Linked DNA regions of Pan troglodytes: region 2 is linked to region 1. Evidence: chromatin contacts called from public HiChIP or PLAC-seq data. All regions are on one chromosome and are shown on one strand. The core of a region is the stretch at or near the end of the contact, and the rest is flanking DNA. Distances in the headings are between cores, read along the strand shown. Region 1 holds the start of MFN1 (mitofusin 1). Region 2 holds the start of ACTL6A (actin like 6A).

Region 1 (6,778 bases), core at 1,366-3,865:
CACTGTCGCTGGAAAAATTTACAGAATCCCTCCCTTTCCATTGTATAGTTGAGAGGTGCATAATCTTTTCTTTTTTTGAGATGGAGTCTCACTCTGTCACCCAGGCTGGAGTGCAGTGGGCGACTTCGGTTCACTGCAACCTCTGCCTCCCGGGTTCAAGCGATTCTCCCTCCCCGAGCCTCCTGAGTAGCTAGGATTACAGGCGTCCGCCACCAGGCCCAGCTAATTTTTGTATTTTTAGTACAGACAGGGTTTCACCATGTTGATCAGGCTGGTCTTGAACTCCTAACCTCAGGTAATCTGCCGATCTTGGACTCCCAAAGTGCTGGAATTACAGGTGTGAGTCAGGGCGCCTGGCCGAGAGGTACATAATCTTAAGAACCAGAAAAAAATTTCAACAGTTATCTCCAAAGAAGGATTCCCGGCCGGGTGTGGTGGCTCACACCTGTAATCCCAGCACTTTGGGAGGCCAAGAGAGGTGATCATGGGGTCAGGAGTTCGAGACCAGCCTGGCCAATATGGTGAAACCCTGTCTCTACTAAAAATACAAAAATTAGTCAGGCATGGTGGCACGTGCACTGTAGTCCCATTTACTTGGGAGGCTGAGGCAGAAGAATCGCTTGAACCCAGGAAGTGGAGGCTGCAGTGAGCCGAGAACATGCCACTGCACTCCAGCCTGGGCAACAAGACAAGACTCTGTCTCAAAAAAAAAAAAAAAAAAAAGAAGTATTCCCTAGTAAGACATGACATTCCTCATCACCTTTAACAGTTATGAAACTCCTTTTTCCCCCTTTCCACTGCAATTCAGCCTCATTTGAGAGAATGAGATATGTCTGAGGTCTTGGCTTAACTGCTAAATTGGGGAGGAGACAAGTATAATGGTTAAATGTGGACTGCCTGATTTTTTGTCTGGGCACTTATTAGCTGTGTGATCTTGGGCAAACTGTTTAACTTTTCTTTGACTTGGTCTCTTCATCTTTAAAATGACAGATGGTGGTGATGAAAATTAAATGAACTATTAACATAGCTATTTCTCATCACCTAGTGGTGATGAAAATTAAATGAGCTATTAATATACTAAAGTTCTTAGTTGTTATTAATACCATTTAATTTTCCCCTTCTGGAGGTTAGAAAGGGGTTTTATTCATTATAGTACTTCTCATAGTATACAGTATAATGCCCTATACATGTGTTCAATAACACGTTGAAAGAATAAGCACTTTTATATATTTTCAACAGTAATTACTTTAAAAACTTAAGAAGAACTAACCTTCAACAAAATGTGATCCTTCAGTAACAAACTCCAGTAACTGGTCAAAGATTGCAGTAATCGCCTTCTTAGCCAGCACAAAGTGCTTCAGTGGAGAAACAGGTTCTGCCATTATGCTACTAGAGGGAGATAAAGTTAGAAAAGCACCAACTAAAGTGGATGATAGACATGCAAACTGATGACACACCAGTGACATTCATCAACTCCCCAATGAAATAAATTATGCTGGCAAAATGTTTTTAGGTAATTCTTTTTTGGGAGTGTTCTAGTCAGACAATTAGAGACGACTTTTGAATGATATTTCACTAAAATAAGTGAAATCTATTAGCCAAAATCTTGGTTGCAATTTCTACTCAATTTCCCTTCGGTGAAGACGAAACTAATTGTGACTAAGTTTGTCACTGCATGTGACTCTAAAGTACATCAGGGAACAGGGTTAGTGAGACGAAGCCAAATTCACAAACAATAACGAAGTTACTAAGTTTCTCAACCTGAAGCTCTAGGTGAGTAGGAGTGGATATGCAGAGTGAGGAAATAAAATTCTAAGATCACAATGTGAGGCTGACATTTAGAAAGGTAAGGCTTCAAGAGGGCATTAACGCTTCCAGCCAAAGTACCAGAAACTTCAAGGACTATAAGTTTAAGAAAGCATAGGTGGTTTCTCAAGAAAAAGACACCAAAGACAAACAATCACGGTCTAATCCTGGTGTGTACATGGAAAGGAACAGTGGCCATAAAGAAGGCGGATTCTTCCAGAGAGTCAAGAAATGACCGCGCGAAGGAGCTGCGTGGGAAAAGCCGGGTGGGGGTAACGCCCCGGTCCGGCCGGTGTGAACACCTGCCTTAGAAAAGGCCTCCCACCTTCCCACACCGGGCGCAGGAGTCAGGGCCAGAGCCCACCCCCGCCCCGCGCACGACCGTCCAGGTCCGGATCCCCCAATCCCACCCCCGAGCACGGCCTCGTGGGCTCCGTGGGCTCGACTCGGCCGCCAGCCCCGTTCGCCCGACAGTTGGCTCTCTCCTTTCCCACAGGACCGCGGCGGGCGGCACCTCGTCACACAACGCTGCATGCACGACTCCCGCCCCCAGTCCCCAGTCGCTCGAAGGTCACTCCGAGCGTCGTTAACGTTCTGTCGAGGCAGCCGGCACTCACAGTCTCCGCTCCAACTATCACCCGGCAACAGCAACTCGGCCACAGATGCCAAAGTGCCTCATCTTCCCGAGAAGTTAAAGGCGGAGAGGAGGCAGGGGGAGTGGCAAAGGGCGGTCACTTCCGGCCTCTTGCCTCCTCTGTTCTGTTTGGCTCCGTGGCCGGAAGCGCATCTATGCCAGGCGCCATTTTCCTTAAGGGCAGAAGGCAAGGTTTGTTGTGGGCAGAGACTGCTACCAGGAGAGTGGTTTTCCGTTCCCCCTTCCAACTTCTTCCCCTCCCTTCTCCCCTCAAAGTGTCCAAGTCTCTGCCCAGCCTAGGCTTAGCTAGCTTCCAATGATGGTGGTGGCTGACGCCTATAATCCCAGCACTTTGGGAGACCGAAGGGGCGGGATATCTCTTAAGCTCAGGAGTTCGAGACTAGGCTGGGCAACATAGGGAGGCGCCCCCCTCGGCCCCCGACCCGCTTCCTCCTCCCCGTCTCTACAAAATTAAAAAATGAAAAATTAAAAAAAAATTAAAAACTTAGCGAGGCGTGGTGGCACACACCTGTGGTCCCAGCTACTTCGGAGACTGAGGCGGGGGGATTGTTTGGGCCCGGGGCTGCAGCGAACTGTGATTTATCGTGCCACTGCACTCCAGCCTGGGCAAGAGAGCGAGACATTTTTTCAAATAAATAAATAAATAAATGACAAAAGAAAAGAAATCCAGATCGTATTACTTTCCGAACTTAAAAAGCTTTCCAGGCCGGGCGGGGTGGCTCACGCCTGTAATCCCAGCACTTTGGGAGGCCGAGGCGGGCGGATCAAAAGGTCAGGAGATCGGGAGCATCCTGGCTAACACGGCGAACGCCCGTCTCTACTAAAAATACAAGAAGTAGCCGGGCGTGGTGGTGGCGGGCGCCTGTAGTTCCAGCTACTCAGGAGCCTGAGGCAGAGAATTGCTTGAACCCGGGAGGCGGAGGTTACAGTGAGCCGAGATCGCGCCACTGCACTCCAGCCTGGGCGACAGAGCCAGACTCCATCTCAAAAACAAAAAAAAAAAAAAAAAAGCTTTCCAACAGCTTGCCATTATACTTAAAATTAAAGCTTCGGATGGTAACCGCCCAAGGAAAGCCTTCACCTTGCCCGCTGACTAGCCAGAACTGATACAAGACAGGGGAATTGCAAATAAAGACTTAGTCACGCAAAGCCGGCTGTATGGGAGACTGGAGTTTTATTATTACTGAAATCAGTCTCCCCGAGCAGCACTGGGGAGCAGAATTTTTAAGGACAATTTGGTGGGTTGGGGGAGGCAACTGAGCCAGGAGTGCTGATTGGCCAGGGATGAAATCACAGGGAGTGGAAGCTGTCTTTCTGCACGAGTCAGTTCCTGGGTTGGGGGACACTAGGTCAGATGAGCCAGTTTATCGGTCTGGGTCGTGCCAGCTAATCCATCAGTTCTGAGCATAGGTAGTCTCAAAGGGAACTTTTACTCTGTTTGAATTTTAAAAATCATGATGGTATCCTTTTATTAGTTCTGTACTTAATAATTATATTTAATATAATTACTGCATTTTAAAGCAAGAGTGACATATTACAGGCTATAAATTATAGCACGGTAATTAAATGTTTAATATAGTAAGTAATAAGAAATTTAATCCATTGCTTTTGTGTGTGTGTGGAACACACATATTACCAAAAAGCCAGGAGAGTAAACACAAAGAAGGAAAAGAATTAAAATATAAACGCTAAAACCAACATAGATATTAACAAAAACTAGAGTTATTTGAAAGAAATTATCAATTTGATGTATCACTGCCAAATCTGTTCAAGAACATAAAAAATGAAAGAAGACACAAATTAAGGGGAGAATAACTATAGATATATACTATAAATGCCAACAAATTGAAAAGCTTAGATGAAGTATAAAATCTGGGAAAACATCAAATACCAAAATTAGACCGAGAAAAAATAGAAAACTCGAATAGGCTAAGTTTCCCACATATTCAAAAATAGCCAGGTCTAGATGATTTTCGGGGTAACTTTCTATTACATGTTTAACGAAAAGATTAATCTTGCCGGGCGCGATGGCTCACACCTGTAATCCCAGCAGTTTGGATCATGAGGCGTGTGGATCATGAGGTCAGGAATTCGAGACCAGCCTGTCCAATATGGTGAAACCTTGTCTCTAATAAAAAACACAAAAATTAGCCAGGCGTGGTGGCAGGTGCCTGTAGTCTCAGCTACTCCAGAGGCTGAGGCAGGAGAATCACTTGAATCAGGGAGGCGGAGGTTTCAGTGAGCCAACATCACGCTACTGCACTCCAGCCTGGGCGAAAGAGCAAGACTCAGTCTCCAGAAAAAAAAAAAAAAAAAAAAAAAAATTCACACTTATGGACTACAGAGGCAAACATAGGAAATATTAGCTACCTGAGGCCAACGTTGTATTAGAATTATTTTTTTATCCAAGTAAGGTTTTCCTAGGAATACAGAAATCATCAAACAGAAATCAATATAATCCATAATACTGACAGACCAAAGGAGGAAACCCACATTTATCTCAATACATGCAGAAGAAGTACTTGCTAAAGTTTAATATTTATAATAAGTCCTAACATTTATTTTTTATTTGCTATAAGCAAAGCTCTAATATTTATTTTTTAAATTATCAACCATTTCTCTTTATTTCCCTTGTTCTCTGCCTATATTTACCCAACTCTTAATATTCAAAGCATGTTGTTACTATTAAAGTATGTGATACTCTTGGAGGAACAAACGATGGAATGTAATTGTGTAAGACACAGATTTACATGCTAATTATGTCCATGGGGAGTTGGTATATGATAAAATTGGTATTATGAATCACTGGGTAAGATAAATTATTTTATCACATTGGAGAAATTGGTTCAGTTTAATTAACAAAAATAAAGTTTGAATCATATCTATATACAAATTCAGATGGGTATAAGACCTAAACATGGAAAGTAAAACCAGGCCGGGCGCGGTGGCTCAAGCCTGTAATCCCAGCACTTTGGGAGGCCGAGGCGGGCAGATCACGAGGTGAGGAGATCGAGACCATCCTGGCTAATCCAGTGAAACCTCGTCTCTACTAAAAATACAAAAAAATTAGTCGGGCGTGGTGGCGGGCGCCTGTAGTCCCAGCTACTCGGGAGGCTGAGGCAGGAGAATGGCGTGAACGCCGGAGGCGGAGCTTGCAGTGAGTCGAGATCTCACCACTGCACTCCAACCGGGGCGACAGAGCAAGACTCCGTCTCAAAAAAAAAAAAAAAAAGAAAAGAAAAGAAAAGTAAAACCAGAAAATTAGGAAAAAACGTAGGAAAATAATTTGGGGACATTTTAGTTGGAGAGAATTTTGTAAAATTAACAGGCAGGAGGTACAATGTAAAGGGAAAATGTGATGAATCTATTACATTAAATTTAAGGATTTCTGTTCAAAAAAGACATCCGTAACAGACACATAGGAAATCTATTTTTTGCAGTATATATTGCCAACAAAAATCAATAGTTAAAAATAAAGAACTTTGGAAAATAGAGCAGAAAACCCAACAGAAAAGCAGACAAAGGATAGGGAGAAGCAGTTCACAAAATGAAAGTTAAAATGACTAATAAGCATATTAGATAGTCTCAACCTTGTTAGTAATCAGATTATGCAAATTTAAACAATAATAATGTACTACTTTATGACCTTAAGATTTACAGGAAATTTAAAAGTTGTATGATATTGTTGATAAGCCTGTGAGGAAACATGATCTTGCTGATGGGAGTATAAACTTTAGTCATTCTGCATATATTTTGGAAGTACTGAATCACAAGTATATAAAAAACTGACAAGAACGTGTATGGTAGGTAGCATTATACAAAAGGCAAATACTTAGATACATGAAAGTCAATTTGATATTTAATTGAATTATAGTTCAGAAAGGTGACAGTTTCCTGCATTATATGGTAAATCTCTTTGAGGTCAAGAACCATAGTTTATCTTTGTATTCCTGAGCACTTGGCTTGATAGTAGATATTCCATAGCTGTTAGTTAAATAGAAGCATAGTAAAATAGTCTTTTTGTTTTGTTTTGTTTTTTTGAGGAGTCCCGCTCAGTTGCCCAGGCTGGAGTGCAATGGCACGATCTAGGCTCACTGCAACCTCCACCTCCCGGATTCAAGTGATTCTCCTGCCTCAGCCTCCCAAGTAGCTGGGATTACAGGCATCCGCCACCATGCTTGACTAATTTTTCTATTCGTGTAGAGACAGGGTTTCACCATGCTGGCCAGGCTGGTCTCGAACTCCTGACCTCAGGTGATCCACCTGCCTCAGCCTCCCAAAGTGTTGGAATTACAGGCGTGAGCCACCGCGCCCAGC
Region 2 (6,778 bases), core at 2,882-5,381, 210 kb before region 1:
GCTCATTGCAACCTCCACCTCCAGGGTTCAAGTGATTCTTCTGCCTCAGCCTCCTGAGTAGCTGGGATTACATCTGCTGGCCACCAAGCCCGGCTAGGTTTTATATTTTTAGTAGACATGGGGTTTCCCCATGTTGGCCAGGCTGGTCTCAAACTCCACACCTCAGGTGATCCACTCGCCTTGGCCTCCCAAAGTGCTAGGATTATAGACGTGAGCTACCATGCCCGGTGAAACCAGAATCTTTGAAGAAGTAATTAAGTTAAAATGAAATCATTAGATTGGGTCCTAATCCAGTATCAGTGATGTTTTTAAGAGAAAATTCAGGCAGGGCGCAGTGGCTCACACCTGTAAGCCCAACACTTTGGGAGGCAGAGGCGGGTGGATCATGAGGTCAGGAGATCAAGACCATCCTGGCCAACATGGTGAAACCCCAACTCTACCCAAAATACGAAAAATTAGCCGGGCGTGGTGGTACGCACCTGTAGTCCTAGCTACTCTGGAGGCCGAGGCAGGAGAATTGCTTGAACCCGGCAGGCGGAGGCTGCAATGAGCTAAGATCGTGCTACTGCACTCCAGCCTGGGTGACAGAGCAAGTCTCCGTCTCAAAAACAACAACAACAACAACAACAACAACAAAGACAGAAAATTCAGACTTGGACTTGTACAGAGGGAGGGCCATGTGAAGACAGAGGAGGAGATGGCCATCTACACACAGAGACAGACCTCAGAAGAAACCAACTCTGCTGACACTTAGATCTACCTCTATCCTCTAGAATTGTGAGAAAACTAATTTCTGTTGTTTAAGCCACACAGACTGTGGTACTTTATTATGGCAGCCCTACAAACTAATACAGTTTAGGAAACTATGAATCCCTTCTTAGAATGTTTTTAAATGTTTATAAAAGAAGCCAATTATAATAAAATATAGTTCTACCATGGAAACTTTGGGAAGGCCACAAACCCTATGTTAGGAGCTCCTTCCCTAATTTACCCTTTCCTGGGTAATATATTCTACTCCTATAGCTTCAACTTCTACCTAAATACTGATAATTCCAATCTCAGATCTCTCTCTCTCTCAAGCTCTAACCAGTGTCTACATCCATATCCTGAACTTTTCACTGTACATCAACATAATTGCATCTGATGTCTCATGGGTATCTCAAATTCAACACATCTGAAGCACTGCTGATCTCAGTATTGCCTAACACATTGCTGACCACCAGTCTGCACTGGCAAAAACCTGAGAGTTTTTGTGAACACCTCCATCTTTCAAGTTCTGCCAAATATTTCTGCTAAGTATTTCTCAAATCCCCTCCTTTTTAATACCATTGCCACTGCCTTCAATCAAGCTCTTATCTCAACCGGGAAACTACAATTCCCTACAGATATTGTGCCTCCACCTCTTTGCCTCTTAAATCCACCCTTCCAACTGCTGCACTGTGATCTTTCAATACTGTAACTGTCATTATTTTGGTACATAAATCCTTCAAAAAAAATTAGGGGGTGAATCATTCCGTGGTTTCTCATCACTGTATTTGATAAAATTTAAATCACTCTAGCCAGTTGAAATTCAAGGTGTAGCAAAATCTGGTAGCAGTCTCACTTCCTGCCTCATACACTAACTTACTGGGTAATATGTCATCTCCTGAACACACCACATACTCTCACTCAGCTAACCTTTGCATATGCTGTCCCTTTCCACTCCTCCTCCATCATCCCCATTACCTCTATTGTAAAGTCCCTTGACTCCACCACACAGAATCAATAACTTTATTCTCTGAGCTACCTTTGCACTCTCTCTCTATATATGTATATATATGAGACATATATAACATATAAAATATATAATATATACAACATAACATATGTAATATATATAACATATATAACACACATATATATATATGTTTGTTTTTGTTTTTTTTAGGATAGAGTCTCGCTCTGTCACCCAGGCTGGAGTGCAGTTCCAGGTTCGAGCGATTCTTGTGCCTCAGCCTCCCCAGCAGCTGGGACTCCAGGCATGCGCCACCACGCCTGGCTAAGTTTTGTATTTTTAGTAGAGACAGGGTTTTGTCATGTTGGCCAAGCTGGTCTTGAACTCCTGGCCTCAAGTGATCCGCCCGCCTCGGCCTCCCAAGGTGTTGGGATTACACCGCACCTGGCCCCTTCTGCATATTGTTATCAATGAACATCTCTCATTGAATTACAGTTACCATTTCTGATCAATATAAGATGCTATCAACTACATGATGCACCACTATTTCCTGCATCACTAACAAAATAATATGGCAATTAAACTCTGCCACGCCAGCACTGTTAAGACATATTCTGACTGGGGGCAGTGGCTCAAACCTGTAATCCTAGCACTTTGGGAGGCTGAGGTGGGAGGACCACCTGAGCTCAGGAGTTCAAGACCCATCTCTATTAAAAAAAAAAAAAAAGACATATTCCAACTTCAGCTGTTTAAATGTGGGGAAAAATGTACAACGAAGAATCAGTGAAATACGGTGTCTATTTACCTAACAGACTCATCTACAAGACTGAGCTTCTTGATGACAAGAGCCTATACCTGCCACATAGCAAGTACTCAAAAAACATTTTTGTGAAATAGAAAAAATCCAACATATCAGCTCATTTTCCTGTCCTAATTAGTTTAGTAAACTGGATATGGTGGAATTTTAATTTAAGACTCTAAATTCTCAGAATTTTACATCTGTTCCTTTTCCAGGATGGGAGATACATCTAATTCCTGTACCCTGCTTCATTAAAAATCAAGCCCCATGAACCCAAAGTAGGAGAGTGGCCATGGGAGGCAGGAGGCTTAATAGAACCACAGAGTTCTGGATGTTTAAAACCTAGGATGCAATTTCTAGTCTATAAAAATCCTCAAGAATCGAACCTCTACTCTACTAAAAAGGCTTTTTTTTTTTTTGAGGACTTTAATGTTTTTCTCCTTCCAAGTTTAGGGGTGATGTGATTTTCTTGGGGGACATGAAGGAAAAATCTTATTTTTGTTGTTTCCTACCTGTAAAATGACATCCTTTATAGAAACAGCATCACTATTAGACATAGTAACAATAGCAATAGTCTGGATTTGTGTTCTGGGTCTCTAACTCATCAAACACAACCCAACACATGAATTATATGTATCAGTGTTTCAATTAACCTGCAGATCTTGCAAAAATGGAGGCTCTAAATCAGTAGATTTTGAATGACGCGTGAGATCCTGCATTTCTAACAGGCTTGCAGGTGATGCTGACACTGCTGGTCCATGGGCCAGACTTTAAGTGGCAAATGCAGCATTATTTCATTTAACCTTCATGCCCACCCCCATCGGCTAGGAATTATTCCATAAATGAGGCCTGAAGTTGGAAAGTTACATAAACTGCCCAAGACCAAAGCGCTTAATAAAGAGTGAGGTGGATATTTCAACCCAGGTCTGTAACCCCCGGCACCTGGTAATGTTTCTACCACACCACAGTCTAATCAAAGAAAGTGAAAAAATAACACGCCTAGGACCCCCAGCAAACTTTCTGGGCATCCTTAAATTACACGTGCTCCTGAATTGATCTCAAACAGACCCGCCCACGAGTCACTCTGGAGACTCCGCAGCCAACAAACCGGCAGGAGTTACTGAAAGGTGAGGCAGCTCGCGCATGGGGCGCAGACGGGGAGGAGGCAGTACCCTAAGTGGCCGCCGCTTCCCTAGTCAGTTCTACGGCTTGAGGCTCGCTTTGCCACCTATGGGACACTCTGGGAACCCTCCGTCCACGCTTGCAAACCGCCGGGACCTTCCAAGTTTAGGCGCGCGCACACGCGTCCCGACACAGCTGAGTCCAGGAGGCACTCGGGGAGATGCGACCCTGGGGCGGTCACCCAAGCCGGGGCCCGGCGGCCGGCTAGACTGAGCCTCCCGCCCAGCCCCGAGGCTCCCTAGAGAACCGAGCGCGCACCCCAAAACCCTGCTCCTCCGGGGACAGAGGCAGGAAGAGGCCACAGAGAGCCGCCACTTCAGGGCGCCCGAGGAGCACGGCGAGCCGGGTGGGCTCCGGGGGCGGGCAGAGCGTGGGGCGGGGACGGGGCGGGGAGGCCGGGGTCCCGAGAGGGGGAGACCGGAAGGGAACGCCGGGGAGGGGAGGGCTGGGAGCGGCGGTTACAAACCCCACACGCCGAAAAGGCGCGCTCTCTCGTCCGGCCGCACTCACTCACCTCCCCCGTACACGCCGCCGCTCATGGCTGCTGCCGGCGCGACTCCTACCCTAAGGGCTAACTGGCGAATGACTGCAGTGGCCGCGACTGCAAGTCTCGAGGAGCGATAGCCCCTGACTCCCTTAACTTCCACCGCCACCCCCCTCAGGCAACAAAGCGGCGTCCACACACCCCGGAGCTCAGCCACACTTGCTGGCTCCTCTCATCAGCCAATCACTAGGGTCCAGGCCTAAGTCTAGCCAATCAGAATGCGGCTGCGCCGCATCCCCGCCGCGGCCCAGCAGGTTTAGCCAATCGAAGGCAGCCATGGGGGCGGGAAAGAGGAAAGCGACAGCAGGACAGAAGGAGTTGGGTTGCGGAGCTGGAGGGGGCGGAGCTTCCCGGGTGGGCGAGGGAATGGGCGGAGGCAGTGGGAGAAGAAGGAGGAAGGCTGGAAGAAGCATGGGGGCGGGACTAGGAGGTGCGTCTGGGCGCTGAGGAGCGGCGGGAACCCAGGTAGGGGAAGGTAGACCCTTGGAAATTGAACGGGTGTCTCCACGCCGAGATTCCTGTCCAGTGACTGTGGGGAATGCGGATTTCTTTCTTTTTTTCTTCAGAAAAAGTATTTTAAACTAACTTTTATGTTGAAAAAATAAAAATTTTGCGCTCCACTTTGGGATAGGGGAATCAGTAAATCAGACAAATTGATAGGATCTTGCAATTTTTAAAATGGTTATTAGTAAGTAAAAGAAGAATGAAATTATGCGTTATCCCAGCTAAACCTAGGTAGCGCTTTAAAAACTATTAAAAAACTTACTCATTTCTTTAAAAAAAAAAAAATTTCAGGCCGGGCGTGGTGGCTCATGCGTGTAATCCGAGCACTTTGGTAGGCCGAGGCGGGCAGATCACGAGGTCAGGAGTTCGAGACCAGCCTGGCCAACACAGTGAAACCCTGTGTCTACTAAAAATGAGAAAAGTAGCCGGGCCTGTAGTCCCAGCTATGCAGGAGGCTGAGGCAGGAGAATCGCTTGAACCCGGGAGGCAGAGGTTGCAGTGAGCCGAGATTGCGCCACTGCACTCCAGCCTGGGCGACAGAGCAAGACTCTGTCTCAAAAAAAAAAAAAAAAATCAATTTCTTTTATCCTGTGAGAGGTATTTAAAACAGCTAATCAATCTTCATTCAAGCAAGCACCCAATCCTAAATAGGCATCCCAAAAACAGCCTGTCTTAGTCCCCTATTTCTACCAGCCTAGTCCAGATCACCTTCCTTTATCCCCAGATTACTGCAACAACTTGTTGCTCTGTCCCTTTGCCACTCTTGATCAAGGGAGCTTCATCTGTGAAAACGCCCAAACCCGATCAGGACACTCCAGCGCTCAAACCCTTAAGATTGCTGCCTATCCTTGTAATTGATCCTTGTCTAGAGTCTAGACATGCAGTGCCTACTTTTAACCTTAGAAACTATTGACTAAAACCCCATCAGTCTCAGTGGCAGAGGGTGGCAGAAAGTGATGAGGCAGTAGGGTGGGAAAAAAGGCTAGCGGGAAAACTCTTTCCCATTCACTTGACAATATAATCATAGTATATCTGACCATTTAGAAAAGCCCTATTAACCCAGTGAGATAATGCAGATGTCAGCACACTATGGCACTAGGGCCAAATCCAGTCTTTTGTGTGTGGGGTGGGGAGGGGAGGTGGGGAAAAGGGGAAGCAGGTGGGAAGACTGCCTTTTTTTTTTTTTTTTTTTTTGGCCTTGAGCTAAGAATGATTATTTCTGTTTTTAAATTATTTTTAAAAATATTTTAAAGAATAATATGTGACAGGTTGGGCATGGTGGCTCACAGCTGTAATCCTAGCACTTTGGGAGGTCCAAGCAGGAGGATCGCTTGAGGCCAGGAGTTCAAGACCAGCCTGGGCAACACAGGGAGACCCCCGTCTTTACAAAAAATTTTAAAATTATCTGGGTATGGTGGTGCATGCCCCCTAGCTACTCTGGAGGCTAGGGTGAGAGGATTGCTTGAGCCTGGGAGTTCAAAGCTTCAGTGAGCCGTGATCTCCCCACTGCACTCCAGCCTGGGTGACAAAGCAAGTCCCTGAAAAAAAAAAAAAAAAGAAAACGAAAGAAAGAAGGAGAGAGATGTGAAAACTATGCGAAATTCACACTTCAGTGACCTTAAACTAAGTTTTATTAGGACACAGCCCACACTTACTCATTTATGACTATTTTGCTCTGTAAGGGTAGAGTTGAGTAGTTGGGAGACAGAGACTATGTGTCCCACTCAGCTGGAGAATACATTTATTACTGGACCCTTTACAAGAAGAGTTTGCAGACCTGAGCTAACACATGTAATATAACCAGCATAGCGTGCATTAAGTACCCTATGTTAACTGTTGTCCCCATTATTATAGCTGTCACTGTAGCTGCATATCAAATCCCCAAAATATTTCTTCTTCCAATCTATGTTTTTATGATGTGTTTGACTAGTAGCTGGAGTATAAAATATTGAGATGTTTTCTAATAATTAAATATTGAAGAGATGCTATTTGTGAGTTTATAATACACAGTTATCCATTTAAATCAATGTAGCAT

Evidence for each region. HiChIP or PLAC-seq counts read pairs in DNA pulled down with a chosen protein or histone mark.
Region 2: a contact with region 1 is called in an H3K4me3 HiChIP or PLAC-seq map of stem cell-derived excitatory neurons, with 4 times the contacts expected there. The contact joins the promoter of ACTL6A here to the promoter of MFN1 in region 1. A contact is called at or near these places in 1 of 7 Hi-C or Micro-C datasets (induced pluripotent stem cells) and 1 of 1 datasets of contacts at active chromatin or transcription factors (stem cell-derived excitatory neurons).

What each region holds. Positions count from the first base shown.
Region 1 is chr2:182,521,872-182,528,649 of NHGRI_mPanTro3-v2.0_pri, reverse strand. MFN1 (mitofusin 1) reads right to left here and starts at 2,615. Exons shown (of 19, transcript XM_063807365.1): 1 at 2,424-2,615; 2 at 1,271-1,389. The coding sequence starts at 1,382.
Region 2 is chr2:182,737,877-182,744,654 of NHGRI_mPanTro3-v2.0_pri, reverse strand. It overlaps ACTL6A (actin like 6A), which reads right to left and starts at 4,131. Exons shown (of 14, transcript NM_001271671.1): 1 at 3,686-4,131. LOC134809503 (a long non-coding RNA gene) reads left to right here and starts at 4,582. Exons shown (of 2, transcript XR_010155386.1): 1 at 4,582-4,704.